Linked DNA regions of Mus musculus: region 2 is linked to region 1. A link is a contact called in public HiChIP or PLAC-seq data. All regions are on one chromosome and are shown on one strand. Each heading gives the region's core, a stretch centred on a gene start, on an enhancer-like site or on the middle of the called end of the contact. The rest is flanking DNA. Distances are from core to core; before and after follow the strand shown.

Region 1 (3,038 bases), core at 108-2,607:
TTTTTTTTTTTTATAAATAAAAAAAAAAGGGGGATATGTCTCAGTCCAGAGGGTGACTGGGAGCTGGGGTTGACCAGATTTCTGAGACTAGGGGACCCCTAGGAGTGTGGATTTGGAGGGTCAGGTCAGGTGGTTGGGATTATGGTGTGAGGAGGGGCTGGGTGTTGGTTCTCAGCCCCAAGGTGTTTTGTTTGGGTTGGTGGGAGGTGAGTCACTGGCAGCTGGTGCTAACTGCTCCAGCTGCCCCTGCCAAGAGCCTCCGGCACCTCCGGGGTGGGGCAGACACCTTCTGCCCCTCCTCTGTCTCCTTAGCTCTGGCAGGGGGTTGTATAAGAGAAGCCAAGCGTGTAGCCCATAGTCCTGCCCTAGAACTGCTTTAAAAGGATAAGGGGGCACGGGTGACTGTGGGTGGGGGGTCCCAGTTAGGTGCCCACAAACTTAGGCTGGATGTCCATAGCTGGGGTTGGTTTGGTGGTAATGGGAGAGCCAGCATTGGCTGTGAGGGGAGGGGAAGATGGGGAGTGGCTGAAAGGGGGCCCTCACATCTGTGTACTTATGCCAGGTAGCTCTCAGGACAATTCCCCCATTCAAGATGCTGCCCAGGCAGGTTTTCCTGGCCTCCTGGGAAGGGGAGGGGGAGCCGCTCCAATGAGTCTGCTGCTAACTTCTCCCAGACAAGGAAAAGGAGGATAGGGTCCATACTCCATTCCAGCCTCTCCACTTCCCCCACTGTTTTCTCGGCCCCCTCTCTGCTCCTGGGTATGCCTTCCCATTGGGACACCTGTAAGGGCCAGTTAGTGCAGGCTAGCCTGATTGAGCTGCAGTGGATGTGAGGGGTGCAGAACCTCACACACTGGCCCCAAGGCAGTGTTGCTATCATTTCCCCTGCACGAATGTGTGTGTGTGCGCACGCGAATGTGCATGCTCATGCATGAACATTAAGTGAGAAAGACTGATTCTCTGCAGGTCCTCTCATTCCCCTAAAACTGGCCATGTGGGCTAGCCTGGTCAGCCACATGGCCTAGGAATTGTTTCTTCCCTCCACAGTTCTAGAAGGGTAAGCCCATACTACCATTCCCACCGGCCCCTCCTCTGCTGCAAACAGCGGAGCTTCGAGCTTGCTTGCTGACTGAACTAGCTGCCAGAACCCATACCCCTTCTTGTATTTTGTAAACCAGGGCTTGCTAATAACCCAGGCCAGCCTTGGTACTCACTATCCTCCTGCCTCAGCCTCTGGAATTCTGGGATTATGGCATGAATCACACTAAGTCCTTTGTCTCCTCTCCCTGGGTGACATTTAATATCTCTGGAGGGTGGGAGGGGCTCATTACTACCAGGAAGGGGAGTGTCCCAGGGGACACTAATCCAGCCAACTGCCTTTCGCTGCCAAACAGACATCCTGGCTAGATACAGTGACCTCCACAGAGAGCTGCTACGGGAAAGAAAGATGAAGGTCACAGCATCCAAGCAGTACAAAGATGGAGGCCAGGGGGAGAAATGGGGCTCTAGGCAGGAGGTTAACCTGCTGAGGGGCACTGTGCCTTCTGTCCTAGTGAGGGAAACCAGGGTCCTGCAGAGCATGTCCCACCCCTGTCCTGGGCCCTTTCCATAATATTGAGTTTGGCTGACTTCAGGAAAGGTCTCCAAAGGTATAGTTGTCACACAGATTAATAATATCTCCCTGGCCTGTGTCCTCCCTGCCTCAAAGCACTCTGGCCAAGTCTTGGTTTCTTGAGGTCTTCACAGTCTGATCCATTATACACCTTGGCCTCCTTTGGCTGAACCAGGTGGTCACTTCTACCTGGTTGTCAGAATGGCTCCTAAAGCCAGTAACTCCACCCTCGGTTCCCATAGCAACCTCCTGAAGGGCTCTTTGAAGGAACGAAGAATGAGGGATAGATACCCTCTGGAAAAATCCCAACCGGAAACAGGAAACCCAGAATGCCCTTGCTTCCCCCTAGTGGAGGAATTCAGGCTAAGCCCTCTCAGAGCTCAGGGAGCTCCAGGTCAGCAAACTGAGGCCACCTTAAAAAATAACTTGGAGGCGGGTACTGGTGGCGCACGCCTTTAATCCCAGCACTTGGGAGGCAGAGGCAGGCGGATTTCTGAGTTTGAACTCTACAAAATGAGTTCCAGGACAGCCAGGACTACACAGAGAAACCCTGTCTCCGGGGGGGGGGGGGGAACCTTGGGGTAGGGGCATAGCAGTGACATGTCAGCAGGTCCAAGTGCTTGCTGCCAAAAGTGACATAAGCTTGGTCCCTAAGCCCCGCATGGTAAAGAAACACTGGCTCCTGCTTGCTGTCTTCTGACCTCTACGTATGTGTGTGAGCATTAGTAAATGTAAAAGAAAGCCCACTGGGGTGCTGGAGAGATGGCTCTCTTGGTAAAGTGTTCATCACATTAATGAGGACCAGAACCCATGTAAATGGCCCGATGTAGTGATGCACAGCACAAGGACAGTGGAGGAGATATGGGAGGGAGAGACGGTTTCCATGGAAACTGGCTGACCCGCCAGCCTAGCTCCTTGTCAAAGTCTAGTGGGAGACCGGGCAGTGGTGGCACTGGCACACGCCTTTAATCCCAGCACTTGGGAGGCAGAGGCAGAGGCAGGCGGATTTCTGAGTTCGAGGCCAGCCTGGTCTACAGAGTGAGTTCCAGGACAGCCAGGGCTACAACAGAGAAACCCTGTCTCGAGGAAAAAAAAAAAAAAAAAAAAAAAAAAGGCGGAAAGGACCTGAGGAATGGTGGCAGAGGCTGTCCTCTGGCCACTACATCAAGAGTGCGCACAGTGAAGCGTGTGCCTGCGAGATGACAGTTCCCTCCGAGTGGGTTCGTCCTGTCTTGGAGAGCCACATCCTGCTGCTGCTCTCCCAGAGGACCTGAGTTTGGTTGCCGGCTTACAACTGCCAGTCACTCCAGTTCCCAGGAGTCCAGCGTTCTCTTCTGGCGTCTGTGGCCATGTGCACACAGATGGCAGACACCCTCTCTTATAGACAGACACATAAAGTAAGTGGAACAAAAGTATGATTCAGAAT
Region 2 (3,237 bases), core at 130-2,629, 80 kb after region 1:
GGCTCTACCACTGAGCCACGCCCCCAGCCCCTCCCTGGGGGATTCTAGGCAGGTGCTCTACCACTGAGCCACACCCACAGCCCCTCACTGGGGGATTCTAGGCAGGGGCTCTACCACTGAGCCACGCCCCCAGCCCCTCCCTGGGGGATTCTAGGCAGGTGCTCTACCACTGAGCCACACCCACAGCCCCTTACTGGGGGATTCTAGGCAGGTGTTCTACCACTGAGCCACGCCCCCAGCCCCTCACTGGAGGATTCTAGGCAGGGGCTCTACCACTGAGCCACGCCCCCCAGCCCCTCACTGGGGGATTCTAGGCAGGTGCTCTATCACTGAGCCACGCCCCCAGCTCCTCCCTGGGGGATTCTAGGCTCTACCACTGAGCTGTATCCTCAGCTCTTGGATTTTAGAAATCAGATCTTGATGTCTGCAGATCCAGACATCCCTGCATCTTCTGGAATGACAGACAGGAACAACTAAGCCCAGCACTGGTAGATCTGAAAATGGGCAAAAGTCGAGGAAGAGTAGTCCCAGCCCACAGTGGGGACCCTCACTCACTCCTTGTCCTCATCCTCTTCCACCTGCCAGCTCAGCCTCAGCTCCTCCTCATCGTGTGTCATCATGCCATCTGACTTCAGGTTGTCGTTGCTGCTGTCCCCGTCATAGTTCCCACAGAAACCACAGAGTTTGCCCGAGAAGGTACTGTGGGTCCAGGAGAGGGGTGAGTCATGACTGAGGAAAAGGGTCTCAGTCATCAGAGACCACAGCAAGAGGACAGTGAGCTGTGCGCCCTGAGGGTAAGAGCCAGGAATGCATTGAGAACATCTACTCTTAAGAGTCTGTGATAGGCTTCAGATATGTAAGACCCCCACTCAGCCTCAGCCTGAGCCATCTGTACAGGGTCTCCTCTGTTCTTTCTGCTTAACAACTCTACTCTCTCTTGGGTTTAAATCTCTCTCCTCTCTCTCTCTCTCTCTCTCTCTCTCTCTCTCTCTCTCCCTCCCTCCCTCTCTCTCAGTGTGTGTGTGTGTGTGTGCTCTCTCTCTCTCTTCCTCTCTCTCTCTCTCTCTCTCTCTCTCTCTCTCTCTCTCTCTCTCTCTGTGTGTGTGTGTGTGTGTCTGTATGTGTGTGTCTGTATGTGCCTGTGTGTTCCAGGGGTGGAATTAGCTCTTTACCAGCTGAGCCACCTCCCTTGTCATCTTTGTCCACCCATCTGGGGAGCCACTATTCCCTGAAGAATGATATCTTCTCTTCTGACAGCTCTTGAGCGTCCCCGAGTGACTCTTTATAACACATTCCCAAGGCCCTGTGTACATATCTGCTATTACCCCACTGCCCTCACTCCACTTCCTACTGTTTCCCTTCTGCCACTTGGGTGAGATGCAGCCTAGCTTTAAGGACACGTGTAAATGATTAACCACAAGTAACTGAAATGCCTGGGGTGAGGCCGAGGGTGTGGAGGGTTCTGGCTGCCTGACTAGGCCGTCTCCCTTACCTGGACACAGTCACAAAAAGCTGCTGGTCACCATCCCATCTCACACGCAAACCAAATGTTGTCCTCAGCTCCACAAATCTCCCACTCAGACCCACATAGGTGTCATCAGAAAGTATGGCTGGGAGGGTGACTTCCTGATCCCCAATCTGGGAGAGAGGAGACAGAGAGACTGATGTGGGGGGGGTGTCAAGTAGGACCATAAAACTCTAACACCTCATCCAAGGCCAGAGCACATCACCACTCCACGGCATCCCTCCAACTTCTCTCCTCTAGACTGGCTTGAAGCATCATCATTTTGCTTAGTCCCAACCCTAACAGAGTCTCCAGGCTGACCATGGCCTGGCCTGGTGGAGTGAGCAAAGGATAGAACTAACTCACCAATGTGTGTCTGCCACTGATCATGGTAACGGTAGTCTCTGGCAGAGAGATGACAACTTTGTCCAGGCAGGATACACCTTCTACTCCACGTTCTTCGGTGTTTGCTGTTATCCTAAAGAAGTGGTCTAGATGGAGAGAGAGCAGTGCTGAGGGGCTAAGTCACAACCAACTATTTGCTTGGTTGGTTGGTTGGTGATTTGATTGTTTGGTTGGTTGTTAGTTGTTTGTTTGTTTGTTTGTTTGGTTGGTTGGTTGGCTGGTTGATTTCAGACAGGGTCTCATTATATCTAAGGCTAGCTTCAAACTTTTTCACATTGCTGAGTATGACCTTAAACTCTGGGGATACCACCTCCTCCTCTCCAGTGCTCAGATTATAGATATTTGCTACCATGTCCAGCTTAGGTGGCTCTGGGGGTGGAAGCCAGGGCTTTGTCTAAACTGGCACTTAAGCAACAGAGCTACATCCCCAGTCCCTGTTGGATTTGGGACAGTCTTACTATGTATGCCAAGCTAAAACTCAAAATCTTCTTGCCTCCACCTCCAGAATGCTGGGATTAAAAGCATGTACCACCCATTCTCTGCTTTCTGAGACCCTAGTTGTGGTGGCGGTGTCCAACTTGGCACTACAGGGTAGAGGGCTCAGGATATATCTCTGAGACAGTAAAGGACTCAGAATCCAAATGGAAAGGGCCATGCCATGATTGTCTCCTTTCAAGATTGCCTGTCTCCCCTCAATGGACTGGGACATCTTCAGGAAATCATGTTCATTTGTGACTCCGTCTCACCCTTTTTGTGAGACAAGGCTCCCAAGTAGCCCAGGCTAGCCTCAGACTCTCTGTAACTGAGATGACTTTGTAGTGCTGACCTTCCTGCCTCCAGCTGCCCAGTGCTGAGAGGAGAGGTGAGTACTCCAAGTGGTTAATGAGGCTCTAGGACTGGAAAGCAGGACCTCTACTAACTGACCCACATCCCCAAAACAAGAGTCCCTTTTACAGTCATTGTCTCTTTCCCAGGGGAAGCATCCACAGCAGCAGGGCACTTCAGCTGTTTCTCCAGGACTGTGGGCCTGAAAGCACTCCCACTGTGTGTGCATATCCCAACTGCTCTTTAACAGAGGACCTTGCCCAATACAGCCCCTTTCTGCCATCTATCACCAATTCTGTTCAACCGCAAACTAAGTCACCATGCCAGACACCTCTATAATATCAGCACACACAACCCCAGCCAAGCTCTGGCTCAAATCTCCTACCTGTGGAGTTGCTGCAGGTTTGTGTCAAGATGTAGGTACATGTCCCTGTGAAGCCAATGTGCCTCTCATCAAAGGTGACAAAATGAAGGTCCCCATAGACCAGGCAAGTGGCTTTACC

Evidence for each region. HiChIP or PLAC-seq counts read pairs in DNA pulled down with a chosen protein or histone mark.
Region 2: an HNF4G HiChIP or PLAC-seq map of pancreatic cancer cells shows a contact between it and region 1. The contact joins two enhancer-like sites. A contact is called at or near these places in 2 of 15 datasets of contacts at CTCF or cohesin (the NIH/3T3 cell line and pro-B cells), 5 of 484 Hi-C or Micro-C datasets (the AML12 cell line, colorectal tumor organoids, cortical neurons and 1 more), 2 of 115 datasets of contacts at active chromatin or transcription factors (large pre-B cells and pancreatic cancer cells) and 2 of 9 other capture datasets (adipose tissue and pancreatic islet).

Annotation. Positions count from the first base shown.
Region 1 is chr5:137,374,479-137,377,516 of GRCm38.p6, forward strand. It overlaps Ephb4 (Eph receptor B4), which reads left to right. Exons shown (of 17, transcript NM_010144.6): 17 at 1-44. Among named protein-coding and RNA genes, the nearest start is that of Ephb4, 26 kb to the left of the region's middle. Within about 2 kb of position 1,358, at least 61 of the 459 cell types and tissues checked have an H3K27ac peak or open chromatin away from gene starts, as enhancers often do. A contact at or near this core is called in colorectal tumor organoids and pancreatic cancer cells, where this site is marked.
Region 2 is chr5:137,454,697-137,457,933 of GRCm38.p6, forward strand. Zan (zonadhesin) reads right to left here. Exons shown (of 88, transcript NM_011741.2): 17 at 3,120-3,236; 18 at 1,871-1,995; 19 at 1,493-1,638; 20 at 556-699. Among named protein-coding and RNA genes, the nearest start is that of Zan, 21 kb to the right of the region's middle. Within about 2 kb of position 1,380, at least 51 of the 459 cell types and tissues checked have an H3K27ac peak or open chromatin away from gene starts, as enhancers often do. A contact at or near this core is called in colorectal tumor organoids and pancreatic cancer cells, where this site is marked.